Regions from separate parts of the Triticum aestivum genome. Here region 2 is linked to region 1. Evidence: chromatin contacts called from public Hi-C data. All regions are on one chromosome and are shown on one strand. Each heading gives the region's core, a stretch centred on a gene start, on an enhancer-like site or on the middle of the called end of the contact. The rest is flanking DNA. Distances are from core to core; before and after follow the strand shown. Region 1 has its middle 21 kb from the start of LOC123145539. Region 2 holds the start of LOC123145541 (probable galacturonosyltransferase-like 9).

Region 1 (4,116 bases), core at 954-3,453:
CGCGCGCCGAATAGGATTAGCCGGCAACACAACTCCGGGGCTTCACGTCAGCAACTGATCCCAATGGTTGGAAACTGTAATCGTTGCCTGCGATATATCGTAGCCCGGCTGCCATAGTGTCATATTCTCGTGGAGGTCGTGCGGTGAGGCTGGGTGGGCAATGCGTCGTGGGCGTAAATGGGAGCTCCTATATGGCGACATGTGTGCCTGATGAAGCGGAAAAGCGGAGAGCAACTAGTTAACGAGCGCTTTTTCGGAAGCCTCGCAACGATCAGCGTCACTTGGAGCGCTCTCAGCTATTCGCCACGTCTCACGCTCTGGACTCTCCCTCTGGATTTTGTCTTTTTTATTTTTCAGCACGCGTTTTCGGCTTTTTAAACGGTTTTTTCGGGATTTTTTCGACGTTTTGGTTTTCCTCCGGTCTTTCTTAGCTTTTCGATAAAAAAAATTACGCAAAAAAACGAGTTTTTTTTCTTTCGCGGAAGTCACGGTTTTCTTCCGCGAGAGGCACGGTTGTGCTTTAGCGAGAGTCACGGCCGTGCCTTTCGAAAACGGAAAAAAACGCGTTTTTTCTTTTTTTTTCTTTCGCGAGAGTCACGGTTTGCTTCCGCGAGAGGCACGGTTGTGCTTTCGCGAAAGTCACGGCCGTGCCTCTCGGAAAAGGAAAAACAAAACGCATTTTCTGTTTTTCTTTTCTTTCGCGAGAGTCGCGGTTTTGCTTCCGCGAGAGGCACGGTTGTGCTTTCGCGAGAGTCACGGCCGTGCCTCTCGGAAAGGGAAAAAAATACGTGTTTTCTGTTTTTTTTCTTTCTTTCGCGAGAGTCACGGTTTTGCTTTCGTGAGAGGCACGGTTGTGCTTTCGCGAGAGTCACGGCCGTGCCTCTCGGAAACGGAAAAAAATGCGTTTTCTGTTTTTTTTCACGAGAGTGATGGTTTTGCTTCCACGAGAGGCACGGTTGTGATTTCGTGAGAGGCACGGTTGTGATTTCGTGAGAGGCACGGGCGTGCCTCTTTCGGAAAGGGAAAAAACCGTGCTCCCGGTTCGTTTTCCCGGTTTTTTCGTAAAAAAAAAGTTCGTTAAAACCTATCAACATGGGATCTAGTTTTAAAGATCTCGACGCGAGGAATCCAATGGTGAAAACGGTTCAAGATTTGGACGCATGGTTTAGGAGATAAAACGTTTTGAATAAACGGATCTACGAAAAAAGGGAAAACTCCCAGGTTGCGACAAGTGGCGCGCTGCATGTGCGCTACTTGTCGCGACCTGGGAAAGTGAAGTGTTCTTTGAAACGAGTACTCCTTAATTAGTGATTTCGGGAAAAGCGCATCCCCCCGCCCCCCCTCCTCGCACGCGCCCTGTTGGGCCGGCCCATGCACGGGGCGGGACGCCCCCTTTTTTTGTTTTTTCTTTTTCTTTTTTCCCTTTTTAAAATAATCCAGGATTTCAAAAAAGCTCCAGATTTCTAAATAGTTGTGAATTTTGAAAAAGAATGTTCAAAAAATCATAAAATGATCGTGAATTTAGAAAATAAAATATTCATGATCTTGATTTTGTTTCAAGAAATCGTAAAATGTTCGCACATTAGAAATATGCTCGTGATTTTGAAAAATGTTCAGATATTATGTTCCCAATTTTAAAAAATATTCGCATATTCAAACAATGTTCATGAACTAGAACAAAATGTTCCGAATTCAAAAAATGCACTTGAAATTTGTAAAAATGTTCACAAAAAACGAAAAAATGTTCGTGAATTTGAAAATATTCCCAAAAGTTCAAGGAACTTCATCGGTTCAAAAATGTTCGTTGATTCAGAAAATGCTCATGAATTCGAAAAAATGTTCTTACATTTCTATAAACTGTTCACAAAATAAATAAATGTTTGTTATATTCAAAAATATTCATGACTTCAAAAAACTGTTCACAAATGCTCCTGCCACATTGATCATCTTGGGCCTCCACTCGCGCCGTCGCGTGTTCCTTTTTCATCGCCTCATGTCCACTATGCTCGGAATAAAATCTTTGCTCGAAACAAAATCTTCATTGTCCCTCATGTCCCCGTCGCCCCCGTCGGCCGGATGACAGGTACCGCCGAGCCGAGGCACCGACCGGAAGAATTGTCCAGTTCCGAGCTTCCCAGCCCCTGCTCCCGTGCTCCGTCTGCGGTGCTAACCGAACATGCGTGGCATCAGCACCGGGGCCACACGTTGCCATGCATGGTCACTCGTGGCAACTGCACGTTGATGTGCTGCATGTCGACTGATCTAGGTGCTGACGCCACAACACAAGGAATTTCGTAGGCTCTTAAAACCCTCGTGTTGTTACACGCTACTCGCACATTGGCATGGCTGTGGCAAAATTGCATACAACATGATTCTTCTTTCTTTGCAAAATTGCATTGACAGGGACAGCCCTCTTTTTACGCGGGAAATAACAGCATGGGATATTTGTTTGCAGGGCATCTCCGACGCCGACGCATAAACTTCCCGTAACCGTCGTTAGAACCGACGCATAAACTTCCCGTAACCGTCGTTAGAACCGCGGAAGCTATCCATCGCGGCCCTTTATCGGTCTGCGAAGCGATCCGGACACGATTCTTTCTGCGAATCGAAGACAAAAGTAGAAAAGGTTTCTGGGAGTCTCGACCGATCACAAGCCCGTTTTTTACCACCTCGCCACCAGAAGCCCCTCACACCTCCCGCGTGTTTTTGGTCGGCACCCGCACTCATACCCGCCCAGAGCGAACGCGATCGCTCACTGGCGCCGGCATTGAAGCGGCGCGTCGGCCGAGAGAGCGCCGCTCGCGCCGCTTCCCGGTACAGGCGACGGTCGCGCGTTCAAACGACACGACGGCCGCCCGTCCGTCCGTCTGCCGCCCGCATTGATGACACGCGATTGCTGAGGCGTCTCCTCCGACGCCACCCGTTCGTCTGTCTGCCGCCCACCGATGCTATATAAACCGCTGCTCTGGTGCCCCGGCCATTACACTCATCCCTCTCCACACCACTCCCCGCCATGGATCCTTTCGCGGCCAAAGCTCTCTGAGACGGGCTGACACCGGAGCAGAAGCAGGCCCTGGCCGCCATTGCTACCGACTGGCAGATCGGCAGGCAGCCAGAGGACGTGCAAATGGAGGACGCCTCCTCCGACGAGCCAGCGCCACCCTCCACTTCCTCCGCGGCACCTTCCTCTTCCTCCACGGCACCCTCCTCCTCCGCTCCACTCTCGCCGGTGCATTGCACCCTTAGAGCATCTCCAGCCGCGCCCCCAACAGCCCCCCCAGGCGTTTTTTTGCCGCCGGCGCCCAAAAATCGGCCCAGTCACCCCCCAGGATCCGGTTTTTCACCGGTTTGGGCCGAAACCGGCGCTAGCGGACCCAGGCCGAACCCGGCGCGCTGGGAAGTGCCTGGGGGCGCCAGGGAAAGTGAATTTGGCGTGAACGGGGATGGGCCCGCCGAGTCAGCGACACGATGCTTCGTCGTCCTCATCGCCTCGGTTCTCGCGGGAATCAATGCCAAGGCTGTCGGGCTGCCGCGCCAGTCAGCCTCCATTGATGCCTCACGGGCGGCGCAGTGAAGAACAGATCGCCTCCGCCAACGGCATCATCCCCCGCGGCCACCTCAACGGCGGCGCGAGTGGTGGGGCGTGCCTAGCCGCACCCTCGAGGCCGTCCTCGACCACATCGAGACCGGCAACACGTCGCGCCTCGAGTACCCCTCGCGCTCGTCGTTCTCTCACCGTCGTGGCAGCTCTTGGATGCCGCGGCGAATGGAGCCGGGGACGTTGATACGTCTCCGTCGTATCTACTTTTCCAAACACTTTTGCCCTTGTTTTGGACTCTAACTTGCATGATTTGAATGTAACTAACCCGGACTGACGCTGTTTTCAGCAGACTTTCCATGGTGTTATTTATGTGCAGAAACAAAAGTTCTCGGAATGACCTGAAACTCCACGGAACGTCTATTTGGAAATAATAAAAAATCCTTGCAAAAGATGAAGACCAGGGGGCCCACCCCCTGGCCACGAGGGTGGAGGGCGCGCCCTCCCCCCTAGGGCGCGCCCCCTACCTCGTGGGCCCCCTGGAGCTCCTCCGACCTCAACTGCAACTCTATATATTT
Region 2 (4,116 bases), core at 1,023-3,522, 110 kb after region 1:
TACTTATCACAAAGGTTAACGAGTTGATTGATCCTGGACAGAGAAGTGGGATGAGGAACTGATACGAGATATTTTTAACCCAGTAGACGTCAATCGCATCCTATAGATTCCCCTAAATTACAACTCTTTTGAGGGCTTTGTTGTTTGGTGTGGTTCATCTTTCGGGTTCTTCTCTATATGATCAACATACCATTGTGAGTGGAATCACCAGTTTAGAAACACTATTGATCATTTGGTGGGACCTGCAGCTCCTAATCCAGTCTGGTCAATTCTATGGAAGGTACAAATTCCTCGAAAAATTAAGATATTCAGTTGGAGGGCTTTACATGGCATATTACCTCTTAAAAGTATTCTAACCAACAGGCATGTCGGATCAGCTGATCATTGCCCAATTTGCTCACACGAACCAGAAGATGTTATGCACTTTGTTGTTCGGTTGTGCTCGCGCCAAGGAACTATGGAGGTTGTTGGGACTGTCGTAAATAATCTCTGAAGCCACCACCGAAGACAGGTCTGGGTCAATGTACTTGAGCATCTGTTCTGTCGTCCTGAGTCCAGTATGCCAAACATGATATCAGTCGGTTTAAAGGAAGGAATCTGTACAACATGCTGGTATTTGTGCTGGATGAGGAGGCAACAAACGCATCACAACAAAACTTGCTCAGTCCCACGAAATGCAATGACTATCTGGGCCATTTGCCTAAAATTTGAGAGACCCCTTACGCTGAAGAATGGGCCAGTTATTTGTAGGGGCAGGAAGTAGTAGAAGCCAATTCCGGGTACAGTTAAACAACATGTGGATGCATCGTTTTTGGCTGATGAGTTGAGAGGACCCACGGGTGTGGTCATTCGAGAGGAATATGGTGTCTTCTTGGTGGCCTCCTGCTCTCCAATCCCCCATGTAGTTGATGCACATATGGCTACGTCTCTAGTTATGAGAAATGTGTTGATGTTAGCTAATGATATGGGGTTCCATTCCATGCAAATAGAATCTGATTCAATGGAGGTGATTAATACTTGCTCAGGGCAAGACAAAATTTGGAACAGAGCATCGACGATTTATGCCGAATGGTTTGCTTTTTGTCGGGTGTGACAGGATCTGTTCATTTCTTACATTGTACTCCATCAATTCTTTTATATAAGGTGTATTATTTTTGGCACGGTGATCGAGGCACGTAATTATAGACTATTTAGGTTGAAATTACCCTTGTCTAATTCCTTGATTATCGGTAAGTAATCATTTAGGCTTGGTAAAGAAGAGATACACACAATCGGAAGAGATATAATTTCCTTTTCTTTCTCTACAAGGAGAGATACATGTAATCAGAGGAGATATACTTTCCATTTTCTACAGGGCCAAGAACGGAATTACGGGGAATTAGACCAAATGCACCTTATATTGTGGAATTCTATCCAAAAAAAAAACCAGATACACCTTGTATAAATAAAGGAACGGAATAATAGGGTTGCAAGTGTAGCTCATAAGGTTGCCAAATTTTCTTTTGATCATAACGAGTTTTGTAATTGGGGTCGATGAACCACCAGGTTCCTGGCTGATCCCTTGGCAAACAATGTAACTATTTTACCAAATCAATAAAGTAAATCATGATGGCATTCCCTTAAAAAAAGTGCTTGAGATGTCGTTCTTTTTTGTGCGGCGTCCTTCATTAATTTATTTATTTTTAATCATCACAAATAATGGCAGCCTTGGTTGCAAGAGATGATGCTAAGAAGAGGTAGGATATTTTGAGAAATTGTCCTCTCCAAATAGAGTAGAGTAACGTGACAAGCGTCGTCACATCGACCAATGTACAATGCCCCAACATGCATTACTTATATTCCATCTGGGTATTCGATTATTATAGCATAATTGGTCGTATCTCATCTTAGCTGCCTCCAGCGGATCACGGGTAACTTTGGTTGATTGATTATTCCATTCCGTCCTGCAGCTTTCGTTGCCAATCCCTTGCACAAGCAGTAACTAAAACCTTTTCTCATCGGCACAGATCCAAAACGTGCGTCCACTTGGCGCGGGCACATGTATAGTATACGTACTGTACTCGTATGCGGCACGATCCGATTCCGATTTCCTTCCCTTTTTTCGAGAATTGACCGATGCAATTCCGATTCCGGTTTACTTATAACCCGCAAAAAAAATATATAACCCTACTAAACACGGATTAATCAAGCGATGACGATCGCCGAGGCCGAGCGCCCTCGGGGCCCCACGCGGGTATATAACACGGGGGCTTTATTGGTAGCGCCACATATAAATCGCCCCCAGGAAAACAAACCATCGGAGTTGGGGGGATCCATTCCATACCAAGGAGCGACGGGAGGAGCCAAGGAGGGATTGGTTGGAACAGACGCCGACCACTTCGTTCCCCTCCCCTCCCCAACCCAACCAGAGAGAGAAGAGAGAGAGAGGAAGAGCGAGCCCGACCCAGGCCCCCCTCGTTCCCACCGGGCGAGAGAGAGAGGGCGGGGGGAGGGAGGGAGAGAAAGAGGGGGAGCCCTAGCCGGCGGCGGCGGGGGCGATGGCCGCGGCCGCGCCGGCGATGCGGGCCGGGCTGGCGGCGTTCTTGTTGTTGTTGGCCGCATCGGGGGCGGGGGCGGTGGGGGCGGAGGGGGCGCTGCCGCGGTTCGCGGAGGCCCCCGAGTACCGGAACGGGGAGGGGTGCCCGGCGGCGGTGGCCGGCGCGGGGGTGTGCGACCCGGGGCTCGTCCACATCGCGATGACGCTCGACGCGCACTACCTCCGGGGCTCCATGGCCGCCATCTACTCGCTGCTCAAGCACGCCTCCTGCCCGGAGTCGCTCTTCTTCCACTTCCTCGCCGCCGACGGCGCCGCGCCCGGGGTGGCCGAGCTCCGGAGCGCGCTCGCGGCCTCCTTCCCGTCGCTGCGGTTCGAGATCTACCCGTTCCGCGCCGACGCCGTCACGGGGCTCATCTCCGCCTCGGTGCGCGCCGCGCTCGAGGCGCCGCTCAACTACGCCCGGAACTACCTCGCCGACCTGCTCCCCAAGTGCGTGCCGCGGGCCATTTACCTCGACTCGGACGTGCTCGCCGTCGACGACGTGCGGAGGCTCTGGGAGACGCGCCTGCCCGCCGCCGCCGTCGTCGCCGCGCCCGAGTACTGCCACGCCAACTTCTCCCGCTACTTCACCGACGCATTCTGGTCCGACCCGGACCTCGGCGCGCGCGTCTTCGCCGGCCGCCGCCGCGCGCCCTGCTACTTCAACACCGGCGTCATGGTCATCGACCTCCGGCGCTGGCGCTCGGGGAACTACCGCCACCGTGTCGAGCAGTGGATGGAGTTGCAGAAGGAGAAGCGAATCTACGAGCTGGGCTCCTTGCCCCCTTTCTTGCTCCTCTTCGCCGGCGAGGTGGAGGCTGTCGACCATCGGTGGAACCAGCACGGCTTGGGCGGCGACAACATTCTTGGTAGCTGCCGCCCGCTCCACAAGGGCCCTGTTAGCCTGATGCACTGGTCAGGCAAGGGCAAGCCATGGGATCGCCTCGACTCCGGCAGGCCTTGCCCGCTCGACCATACATGGAAATCATACGACCTCTACATTGGCGACGGTGATGTGTCGCAAGCTTCGGCGCCGTCCTGGGCCTCATTGTCATCATCGGCGTTGCCGGCGTCGGTGTTTTCTTGGTAGACAGATATGGGACACACGATATAATTTTTTCATTTGGTTGTGGTAATGCAATTGCCTTGCGATGCATATCCATTGCCATCACAGCTGCCGTCGCAAGCCGGCTGCCGCCTTCGGCTGTACAGCGAGAGGAGGAGGGGCGGTACATTGCGACGGCTGCGACGGGAAGAGGAAGAACAGTGCATAGGGGAAGCAAAATTCTTGTTCATTCACGATACAATTCGGATTGATTCATTATGCTGTGATTCGGAGGTGGTGACTAGGGGGTGTTGGAATTACTTTATTGGTGGTGTACAATTCTTGGATAGAAGAAAGGTTTCACTTTTTTTGTCTGTTAGTTCAGGATTGTTTCATTTACATTTACATGTTTGTTCAGTAAACCAGTATAAATATTGATTGAATTGGTTTCAATAAAACAGGGTGGATCTTCTTATTCTTGCTTCAGTGCTAAACT

What was found. A called contact is a pair of places that touch in the nucleus more often than the background predicts.
Region 2: a contact with region 1 is called in a Hi-C map of leaf, with 7 times the contacts expected there. The contact joins the promoter of LOC123145541 here to the enhancer-like site in region 1. A contact is called at or near these places in 2 of 5 Hi-C or Micro-C datasets (leaf and an unstated tissue) and 1 of 1 datasets of contacts at active chromatin or transcription factors (leaf).

What each region holds. Positions count from the first base shown.
Region 1 is chr6D:422,954,243-422,958,358 of IWGSC CS RefSeq v2.1, forward strand. No RefSeq gene overlaps it. Among protein-coding and RNA genes, the nearest start is that of LOC123145539, 21 kb to the right of the region's middle. Within about 2 kb of position 2,204, at least 1 of the 8 cell types and tissues checked has an H3K27ac peak or open chromatin away from gene starts, as enhancers often do. A contact at or near this core is called in leaf, where this site is marked.
Region 2 is chr6D:423,065,704-423,069,819 of IWGSC CS RefSeq v2.1, forward strand. LOC123145541 (probable galacturonosyltransferase-like 9) reads left to right here and starts at 2,273. Exons shown (of 1, transcript XM_044564971.1): 1 at 2,273-4,106. The coding sequence starts at 2,538. The coding sequence ends at 3,665.